Regions from separate parts of the Drosophila melanogaster genome. Here region 1 is linked to region 2. The links are chromatin contacts, called in public HiChIP or PLAC-seq maps. All regions are on one chromosome and are shown on one strand. The core of a region is the stretch at or near the end of the contact, and the rest is flanking DNA. Distances in the headings are between cores, read along the strand shown.

The links. HiChIP or PLAC-seq counts read pairs in DNA pulled down with a chosen protein or histone mark.
Region 1: a POLR2A S2P HiChIP or PLAC-seq map of the Kc167 cell line shows a contact between it and region 2, with 2.9 times the contacts expected there. The contact joins two enhancer-like sites. A contact is called at or near these places in 1 of 107 Hi-C or Micro-C datasets (embryo) and 1 of 6 datasets of contacts at active chromatin or transcription factors (the Kc167 cell line).

Annotation. Positions count from the first base shown.
Region 1 is chr2L:22,683,817-22,689,653 of dm6, forward strand. CG40006 reads right to left here. Exons shown (of 10, transcript NM_001042936.1): 5 at 4,365-4,793; 6 at 4,190-4,307. Among named protein-coding and RNA genes, the nearest start is that of lncRNA:CR43927, 65 kb to the right of the region's middle. Within about 2 kb of position 4,540, at least 2 of the 39 cell types and tissues checked have an H3K27ac peak or open chromatin away from gene starts, as enhancers often do. A contact at or near this core is called in the Kc167 cell line, where this site is marked.
Region 2 is chr2L:22,187,667-22,193,413 of dm6, forward strand. Ir40a (Ionotropic receptor 40a) reads right to left here. Exons shown (of 7, transcript NM_136296.4): 6 at 2,079-2,308; 7 at 1,860-2,021. The coding sequence ends at 1,918. Among named protein-coding and RNA genes, the nearest start is that of CG3635, 15 kb to the left of the region's middle. Within about 2 kb of position 2,190, at least 3 of the 39 cell types and tissues checked have an H3K27ac peak or open chromatin away from gene starts, as enhancers often do. A contact at or near this core is called in the Kc167 cell line, where this site is marked.

The sequences.
Region 1 (5,837 bases), core at 3,290-5,789, 500 kb after region 2:
GGCTCTCTGACTGGCGAATAAAAGTAAACGAGCAAAAATGCAAGCACGTGACGTTTACGCTAAACAGACAAGACTGTCCTCCGCTCTTGTTGAACAGCATACCACTCCCGAAAGCAGACGAGGTAACGTACCTAGGAGTACACCTAGACAGAAGACTCACATGGCGCAGGCACATTGAAGCCAAAAAAACCCAACTTAAACTCAAAGCCAACAACTTACACTGGCTCATCAACTCTGGTTCTCCGCTCAGCCTAGATCACAAGGTCTTGCTCTACAATTCTATATTGAAACCAATCTGGACCTATGGCTCACAGTTATGGGGCAATGCCAGCAACAGCAATATTGACATCATTCAGCGAGCACAATCAAAGATTCTGAGAACCATCACTGGGGCACCGTGGTACGTTCGGAGTGAAAACATCCAAAGAGACTTAAATATCCCATCAGTTACCAACGCAATCACGGAACTTAAGGAAAAATACCATAGCAAGCTTCACACGCACCCCAACCACCTAGCGCGAGGTCTAATCCAGCTCAGCAGCCGTTCCCGTCTCCGGCGAAAGGACCTACCAACCCAGCGAATAAATTATTAGGGCCGTTTAAACATAGAACAGTTGGAAAAATAATACAACTGTTCAAAAAATACTTGTTATAGTTAAGATTTTTAAACTTATTGTTAGTTCTTATACAAGAAGATTCAATAAATAAAAGCAAAGTAAAATAAAAAAAAAAAAAAAAAAAAAAGTTCTGCGTTAATTTCGTTCACTGAGTTCGTTCTTCGTGTGAGGTTAGAGCTAATCGATGAGCTTCAACAAACATTTAGAAAAATTGTTAACGAGCTCGAAGAACTCGATTGGGTTGAAAACGAAAGTGACTTGGCTGGAAAGTTTGATGACATTCTCGTAACGCTTAAATCCTCTATTTCGGGGAAGATCTTAAATCGAGACTCGCAAACGAACTCCCACTCAACTTTTGATGGCGGCGTTGCTTCGCATGATTGTGGTAATCAGCAGCGTTAACTCAGAAATAGGGCAAGATGTCAAAACTATCTCCTCGGTAATTTTTTTTCTCAGCGTTGTCCTTAGTCAACTGACGACTCAATAAAATACAAACATGTATATGCATATTTTAGATATAAGTTAAGACTACCATCCAGCATCCAATCTGCCGAGAAAAAAGCAAACGCCTTAAGCTTTCAAGATAAAAGTGAAGCTTTGACTCGAGATGTAGGGATAGCTTAAGAGATAATGATTGTATTTCTCAGTTGATTTCTGGATATTAAACGCGTTGGTCATCGCCACGCAAATCGAAACTTGAATACCGATTTAGCGCAGACCGCTCTTGTCAATGAAATCGGTAACATTATATTGTTTCGTCGGCCATCGTCACGAAAATAAATAACAATAATAGCATAGTGACATATCGATAATCCTATGTCTTGTCTCACACCATCACCATACAAACCACCATACATATAAGCACTGAACACTATGAGTAAGACATAAAAAAGACCATAAAATTATGAATGATAAATTACCGTGTAAATATCGTTATTGCATAACTGAAGTCGAATTTTTGTTACAATTATATCCCACGCAAGAAGTTCGAAAACAACACATTATTTATGGAGCCATTATAGGGACAATGATAGGCTCACCCCGAGAAGTAATCAATGAAGGAAAAGCACGCGGCTTAAAGATCACCATATGAAGACCTCATCAGCGATACCAGGGAAGCATCAGTAAGTTTGCTAGGGAATTAAAATCATAAGCAACAAATGAAATAAATAAGTTAGACTTAGAAACATATCAATCAAGTAGAATAGTTTATACCATGCGCTAGATAAAACTATCAAGAATTGCATTGAAACGAAAATTCCTGATACACTCTATTATGCTTTATCAAAAGAAAAACATATTCACAATCGGAAACTTAAAAGAAGCAGTAAGTAAGCAGAAGCAGAATTTGAACATTTTGACACTGAAAGAAATGAAATTCGGAAAACTTCAGTAAATAATTACGAAACTCACCATAATCATAATCCAAAGAATCATTTTACCCAAAATCATCACCATCAAAACACTAAGCCATCACCCACTAACCCACTAACATCTCAGGCTATTATCCAAATTATAGACAAAATCGTTATATTTTATAATTATAACATAATAACTATAAACTCACTCACTCAGCGTGTATTAAATATAAATCAAATTCCACCTCATCTAAGAGAAAACTTTTAAGAAAAAAGAAGGAATTCACACCAAGGTAGAATGCAAAACCTAATAAATTTCCGGACACCTACATCGTATAATTTTCCAAGTATGTCTATCAAAAGACAAAGACAAATTAAGAGTAATCAGATTAGAATGGATGTCAATTTCCAAATTGAATGAAATTTACAAGGCTAATACAATAATGAAAATAAATATGAAAAAATGGTCCAAAAATGTGGGTGTGGCTGTTTTGGGCGGTTTTAATGCGTTAGAGTGGGCGTTGCAAACATTTTTTTTTTGCAAATCGATAGAAATTTACTTTAGAATCTGTAAGCTGAATCTTAACATTTTAGATTCCTGAGACCTCGAAGTTTATACGGACAGACATGGACAGAACGACTCGGCTAATGATCCTGATCAAGAATATATATACTTTATATGAAGCGTTTAAGAGCTTCCTTCTTCCTGTCACATACTTTTCAACGAATCTAGTATACCCTTTTACTCTACGAGTAACAGGTATAACTATTTATTGATGCTAAAAAGAATAAGCTATCGGAAGTCTTTTAGATTTCAAATGAGCATCAAAGATTCGAAGTAAAAAGCGAAGAGCGCATTAGCTAAACACTTAAACGAAACACATGACATAAGAAGTGTGTAAAATACTTTTTTGTACAAATTGAGTGCGAAAAATACTGGAAAACGGTAAAATTTTAATTCATAAATCTTTAGAAAATATAAGATATGATATTTAATGGTATAGAAGCTATCAAAAATTTTCCTTCGCTTGGTTTTCCTAAAATGACTTTTACCTCTCTGGTGTGCAGGTATCTGAAAATGTTTTTGACAATCTCAATCAATCTGACGATCTGAAAATATGTTAGAATAATCTTTGTTTGATGAGAATATGAATCAAAATTTTGGAATCGAAGCCGAGAAACTAAAATTTGTTTCTTTAGTGGAACCACCGCGAGGGGTTTTGGCCCTGCAGATTGTATTTCTGAAGTGCCAACTTGTGCCGGTAGTGCGGACTTAATGTTACCTTGTGGTGGTAAACTAATCGAGACAGGTGGAATCACTGGTTGAGAAACCAGTGCAGACAATTCGGAGTCTTAAGCAATCACAGGGTGGGGTACCTCCACAGCGGATTGATCGGATTGCTCCGAATCTTGTTCAGCTTCCGATCTTAGCAACATATGCTGATTTGCTGTGATTGACAGCTGATCAGTTGTGGAGTCCTCTTGATCATTGCCTCTTGCCCGTTGTTGCGGGGCCTTAGGCAGCCTAACACCAGCGGCTTTTTTGCGCATGGAGATTCATCTAATAGTTTAAGGCCATTAAAATGTGAATTGAATGAAAAGAAGATCATCACAGCTACGCCAAAACTGTTGATCAGTTCTTTCAAGCCACCTTTAGTTTGGCGCATAAACGATTTCATCTCGTTCGCAGCCACTTTGCTACGTCATCACTTGTTTGGCCATTAAAACCAGCGCAGTTAATATGCAACATTCACATAGCCAACAAAACATTTTTATAAAAGCAGACAACATTTATTGTTTCCCTGTTTGTCTAAAATCAAATCATTGCACACTGGGCCAGATATCCAATTATTAGGTATAAAGTCAAAAAATGTTGTAAATTGTATTTTGAATTTAACTATATATTATGAAAGAGGATACATTAGACACACCAAAACGATATTTAAAAACATTTAAGTTGCAACACTGAATTTTTTATGCGATATCAAATTCATATGTATGATCAGCTGTTTGTTAAGGCTAAATTGACGCGAAGCTTTTCTCAGTCTTGGCTTTCATATCTCAGTTTGGACTAGTAAAAATTTATATTTATACACATAATATTGTGAGGCATTGTTCCAGCATACTGTACATTTACATAATCCACTTGGTCCCAACAACCAACGGTTAAAAAACTTAAATGTAAGTAATATTCAGAGCTGCTTCGTTACTTACCTTTTCTACAAAAACATTTGTTAGCTTCATTAGTTGCGCCATTATCAAAGGCGTTATCCTCAAATACATAATTATATCCTTTAAGGCTGCCATAGGTTTTTTCGTTTCCCACCCGGTACTAAAAGACAATATAAATTAGTTGGGGCTTATCCCGGAATTCTTGTTCAAAACATACCAAGTTTATCGGTCTACACATGCTTTTTCGGAAGAACTTAACGGTCTCGTTAGGCTGAATGAAGCTTTTGAACTTTGTACCATCAGATGCAAACTCTATGTTGCTGCAATGGTCCCCGTCCCACTGTGGCAGCGTTGTCTCTCCGCGATACGATGCATATAATCCCGAAAGCGCTGGATTGGGCACGCCTGTGTAGAACGTCTCGAAATCCGTTGAGAAGTCGTACATGCGATCGATAAGCCCAACCTTTTCAAAGGAAATCCAATTTGGAAGGAAGGTGTTGCCGAGAGTGGCCAGGGCGGAGGGATAGCCAAACATGAATTCCTTGGCAGTGGTGCGAACTATTGGCTCCGACTTTGTACTCAGTAGTAGTGTCTTCAGAGCCATTCTAACTAAGAACGGCTGGTTGGCAGTAAGGTGTGATATTGCCTAGATAGACAATTTGATTTTCATTAATAATTAAATGTCTCGGACTGTAATTAATAACAAACTTTAAATTAGGTTTTAATAAAACCGGACTTAATTCTACTTTCTTATAACAAAACACCATATTTTATCCGAATTATTTGAAAATATAAAAAAATTATTTTTTTTTAAATTTAAATTTTATTTGTATATGAATAATATTTTTTGATAGGCAATATTCCGTAAAAAAAACGAAAATCAAAAATAAAGTGTCGTTAAGAATGAAGAGAGACCCGTAGAGATCAGTAGATTAAGTTTTCAACAATTCGACATTTCGAGTCTATTGTACGATCGATTGTACGATCGATTGTGCAGGAAAAAGGTAGAATGAAACGGGCATGCTGTGATCAGCATGCTGCGGCCTGTTTGCAAAAGTTCTGGAAAGGAGGTTGTCAGGCGTATGGAACGCATTCTTTTTCGGAAGAACTTGATAGTCTCGGTTGACTGAATGAAGCATTTTTTTTGTCAGATACGTAACATAGCTAATAAATGGATGACGATTTACGCCTTCTGGAAAACAATGACGTGTGACAATCAGTGTCGAGAAGCATTTCAACTTCAAGGATGGGAAACGAAATATGCAGCAATGTGGTCCATCCTCGAACACCAAGACCTCCGATGGGTACGGGAATCGAATGTCCATGGACAACACCACAATATTCAGAAGGAAGACGAACATTTTTCACAGCCAGGCAGTTGACGCTGCCTTATTTGTTGTAAAAGAGCACACCAGAATAATCAATAAAATTGTTAATCAATCCACTTTTTTATTTATTCTTCCCGAGTTAGGGCACCACAGTATATAAGAATACTAAAGGACCCAGTAGCTATTAGCAGGAGTTAGTAAAATACGAATGTTCTGAATGTAGAAAAGAGAACAGAAGGGATGAGCTCACTTCTAGGCTCTCGAAAAACAAGGTGTTGTAGGATAACATCGTAACCCTAACCTAACCGCAAAAAATCCACAAGGAAAAGATCAAAAGAATTAATAAACCAAATGAATAATAT
Region 2 (5,747 bases), core at 940-3,439:
TTAAAGTAAATACCTTCAAATTTAAATTCCATTTTAAATTATGTCAACCAGATAACTATCACCGACGTTTTCACTCTTTGAAGTTCGCCTTGTTCTCAATAAAAATGCAATGTGTCCATATAAACGTAGCAAAAAACATGCTCGCGATTTCAGTTCTATTTTTAGAAAGTACCGTTAGCTTTCTAGACATAACCTGTTTTGTCTTGATATGTTCGGATACTTTAGATGATTTGTTTACTTTTCGCAAATCTATTCTGATTCTTTTTTTTCTTAATTTTGGCCTTTGGGTGAACCACTATGCATTGACGTCCCGGGTAGGCTAACGTGTCATGTTGTAGCTGTACAGGTAATAAAGCAGCGGACCAAGGTGGAGTTGCTTTTAGGGTGGAGTTGCAGATAGTATCATGCAATTGAGCTTTTTTGGGGTTTTGTTTGGCGATGACGTTGGCAACCTCGGTGGGGGTGATCGGCAGGTCCATTTGGAGTGCTTGGGACAGCTGGTCGTGATTCGCGTCAACATCCTGGGGACTGGTGAGGTTCAGTGGCTGGAATAGCTCCGCGAGGTGAACAATAAAAAAAGATCCATCCATCCAACCATCTTTTGCGTAAACGCCTATTCTCAGTTAAAAGGAGCAGAATCTCTCTGGTAATCGGGATTTTAGCTGCTGTGGGCCTATGCAGTAGTAGCCAGTCTGGCTGCAGCCTTAATAATAAGGGTGAGAGTGTCAACAGCTTCGTCTAGTTCTCTTTCTGAGTTTATCGCCGTACTCAGGTTCAGAGAGGACTCAATCATGATCATGGAATCGTTACAGGACAGAGTGCCTACCGATTAGTCGCTCCATCTTGAGATAAGCTGTAGCTGTTGCATCTATAAGCGGTAGGTGGTCGGAGCTGAGCTCAGCAACGGAACGTATTTCATCGTGCATATCCAGAATGCCCTTGCTGACAGCAAAATCTATATAGCCTGGGGAGCCTCTACTGCCGAACGGGAATCTTGTAGGACCTCCGGTGGCTAGGGAGCTTATATCTAAGCTTAGGACCAGATTCGCTAGCTCACGCCCTCTTCGATTGGATCTCCCCGCTCCCCATAGCCAGTGGGATGCAGTCCAGTCGCCCGCGACGAGGAGTTTGGAACATTGTTGATTCAGAATGCATTTAAATTCGCTCGTATTCCATATGAACCTCGTAGGGCAGACGCGAGTTGCTCCTCGTCAGTGGCTATTGGTGTAAGAGGAAAGTGGACTAGGCCGGATTTGACCAGGATCGCTGCAACACCTTTGGCGTTACCGTCGCTCAGGTCGTTGGCAGTGTAAGACTCAAATCCAAATATTTTGGGTGCCTGTGCCTCCTTGCAATGAGTCTCGCTGAGCAGCAGAATATCGATCTCGTAGCGCCGCACAAATTCCTGCTAAAATTCACGATGCACTATTTCGTCCATGTGCAGCCAGTTGCGTGCAAGCCTGGCGCATGAGTATCATAAACGGAATTCCGCTCAACGTCTTATGTTAGGTGGATATACTGGATGTACACTGCTCTCGATTGGAGCCAATAAGCCAGCACTCCTGCAGCTTCAATTGGCGTTACTCCATTTGCACTTTGCATAGGCTTTCGTTGCGCTTTGCACAAAAAATAGTCTGCATCACGCGTGTTTCGGCTGTTTTATACTCGGGAACCGCATTAAAGAAGAATAGTGTCATTCACCCAAAAATGGCATTCCCTTCCCTGTGTTGCGAATACTGGTTTTATGCCAGAGTTGATAGATCCCCACCAAACCTCTGTTAAAGTAATACCAAAGTAGTAATACCAAGTAATACCAAATCTTAACCGGACCACCACAAATGAATTTGTCTCTCGAATTTAAGGATCTGACGTTTATTGTATTATTTAAAGCGGCTGCAGCAAATAAAATACACTGACTTACACTTTCCTGTCATATCTAATCCATTGCAGCCGTGAGCACAGCATCCACAATCGCGCTTGATCCAGTTTTATAAATACTATCTCTAACAGCAAAATTACACCTAAGCAGAAGAAATACCTATACAGTTTTGGAATAATTTAATAATATAGATCAGTACCTGCAGCCAATGAACCAACTCCGAGAGCGATAAAAGCGCCCTGCAGCATTCGTAGATTAAGCGGACTGATAACCGTGCTGTCATAGCTTTCGGTTCGACTGTAAGCCTCACTGTTTTTCGCCTGCACGCTGCCCTTGTATATTCTCGTGGCTTCTACCTCCTGGTACTGCTTTGCGTATTCGGCAGCGGTCATCTTATCTAGGATTCCGCTCTCAAACAACTGCATCAAGCTACAAAAATGTTTAAGATGCTGTTTTTTAAAACAATAATTTAGTGGACTAATATTAACTATATAATTAGATATAACTTCCCCGTTCTTATATTCTGTATGGCGTATTCGTATCCCAAGTTATTTGTAAAAAAAAAAACTTAATTATAATGTATAATGTTGTGGTATAATTGCTGACTGGTTGGATCTCTTGCTAGTTTTGTACCACTCTAATTTCAGAGCACTATTTTATTTACTATCTACAATATGTGCCTCAATTTTTGGAATTATTAAAAGTGTTTATCGCAGAAGATAACACAAGCATTCCACTTATTTATTACGGTTTTAGCATGAAAACAGATCTCTTTACTATGAAAATATGTGTTATTTGAGGTAAACAATAACGAGCATCCTTATTGTTCATGGCCGTGCGATTAGATGGCTTACCATTTAAATTTTTGGAAAAATCACTTTACAATCCTGCTTTCCTGCGGAGCTTTTTAAATGAGAGCGCACGTAAGATATGATTTAAACCATCATACTCCCCACAATTACTCCCCCGATTACGTTACGTAAATTTGGTGGGTTACGTAATAGCCGCGCGAACTAACTAGTTCACTACAATGGATAATGGGCCCTAATATTAAACGGCGAGGAGAGATTGACGAATGAAATGACGAAATAGATGAAGATATCTACGAGTAATCGTCCAGTGTGAAGTAGGATGATGAAGATCCTAAGAGTAAGGGATAAGATATAATCAAAATTCTTTACATTCACATTGGGTACCGATTTTGAAGGGTAGGTCCACCACCAAAGTGCATTGCGTTGTGTCTTGCAATGGATCTTTTGATGGGACCGGAGGATCCCCCAGTTGACAAGTTACAATTGGGAGAGTTTGATGCTTCCGTTTTGAAGGAAATAAGCAAGCGAACAAGAAATGTTATCTGTGCGATTAAGAAAAGAGCTGTGCTGCTGCTCAGAAGAGAAGAAGAGGAGGAAATATAAAGGCTAGAAGGTTGAGATTCAGTATACAGATTCTAGAGACAAAGACGAAGTGCAAGTTTGTTGAGCCATGTTGCCACGCCCACTCCAAAGCCCACAAACCGCACAAAACTGCCACTCCCACACTTTTGAACCATTTTTCAAAATTTTTTCATAATTTTATTAGCTATGTAAATTTTTTATCGATTTAAAAAAATGTTTGCCATGCCAATTAAAATTTTCACATTATTACAAGACACTTTTTTAATTGCTTATCTTTGGTTTGAAACTGTTCACGATCTCGTCCCGATTCAGAGTAATCTTCTAAATCTTAATCATAATCCACTCAACCTCGGCCAGAAGCTTTTCTTTAGGATTTTCTTGAACTTTGAAATATGTTTAAGATAACAGCTTCTGCAATTATTTCACAGCATTGTGAAATTCAAATTTGCTGACTTGTGTTTACTTTAGGTTTGGTTATTTATCGGGTGGCTAAGTGTTGGCGACAAAAACGGACAAAGGGAATGCTGCTGAGATTAAAGTTTGAAATTTGTTTATCAACTGGGGCAGAGTTCTATATTTACGGGTTAGATAAATTGCCCACTCTAACGCCCTTAAACCGTACAAAACTGCCACGCCCACAAATTTGAATCATTTTTCGAATTTTTTTTCATAATTTTATTAGTATTGTAAATTTCAATTGATTTGCCAAAAAACGTTTTGCCACGCCCACTCAAACGCCCTTAAGACGCCGAACCGGTCACGCCCATTTTCTCATAAATGATGAAATTTCGCGTTCGCATTCACACTGGCTGAATTACGGGTCGGGGAACTCGATATATTCTCATATTCTCTCTTGTTTGTGGAATATGCCAGCACCCTTTTTGGTGATTCTGAGTTTTTCTCGGTTTCGAGAGTTCAAGCGACATTCTTTCATGGACTTTCTACGCATAAGGATCCCTGACCCGTTGGAACTATTAAGATGATTTAAAAAGGATAGATATGGAAATTTATGGGGAACTGTGATGGAAACTTTCCTAATACCCTACATTGCACTCTAGGGTAGCCAAATAGTTTGTGTTGCGTGTGTTGTCCAATGTGTTTATTCACTGTGCACTTTTGGTCTGGCGGTCACGAGTTAAAAGAATAGGGCCAAGAAAAAATTCTTAATCTCTCAAGAAATTTTGCAAGACCGTACCCGTGAGCTTAAAAAAAACCATTCGAATTGAGGGATAAGTCCGATAATTTAGAGCTGGGCTTACTAAGTGGTGAATGTTACAAAAAACTTAATCCGAACCCATATGTAATATCGGAGATTTAAAGCTAGAAAGGCGTATACTTTAAGGGTTAAATTCATATTGGATAAATATATTTGATAATTATAGTAGATATAGTTTAAATCAAGCGTTCTACACCTAGTTCTGATTTTAGGAACCGATCAACATCATTCTCAAAGAAGTCTACTGATCTGTGCAGGCTTCAAACCGTTGTGACTTCCGGTATTTCCCCGCTGAGCCCTGCAAACTCCATCCTCGCTCCCACACTTATGGATTGTGTGAATTATGTTATGTTCCTACAATTTCGTTCTGCGAGGTGACTTCTTTATAACGCCCATCTGCACATAAATACTAGTGAGTACGATCCATCGCAGCCTGCAACCTGCCAGGTCTTCGCTAGTAAAACCAGCAGTGGCGCCGATGTCCATCGTGGTCTTGGTGGCCTTCATTCCTTCTATGAGCAATGGCGGAAAGTTGAGGAGCAGCAATTTGCGAACCCTGCTTGCCCATTTGAGGCTGTTCGAAAAACGTTCCTTTTGGGTGTCCAGCTTTTCGAATTCGTCGGCCAACGTCATCAGGGCAAGAAGAAGATCTAGCATATTCTGGAGGCTTGCTTCAGAAGATTGCCACGCCCATTTAAACGCTCCCAATTTTCCCCTAGATTGTTTAGCACAATTTTTTTTTGATAAAAACCAGAGAGAATGATATAGTAGAGTTTGGCAACTATCAGATACCTGTAACTCAACTAATGAAAGTGCGAACGCGAAATTGTATTATTTTTCTAGCATATCGATAGATATAAGAAATAAAATGAGAATAAATTTAAAAATTGTTTGAAGGTGTAGGCGCGACAGTTTTGGGCGGTTTGTGGGCGTGTGTGCCGAAAAGTTTTTTGCAAATCCATAAAAATTTACCAAACTAATAAAAACTAATTAGTTCCTGAGATCGAGGCGGACGAACGGACATGTCCAGATCGATTCGGCTATTGATCCTGATCAGAAATATATATACTTTATTTGGTCGGAAAAGCTTTATTTTACCTGTTACATACTTTTCAACCAATATGGTATACCCTTTAAATCTACGAGTAACGGGTATAAAAACTTTGACACATTTCACAAGCCGCGGATATCTTGCAGAACAAGCTTGTTCATGCATTACAAGACGATAACGATACAGCACTAAGTGATGACGGGTTGA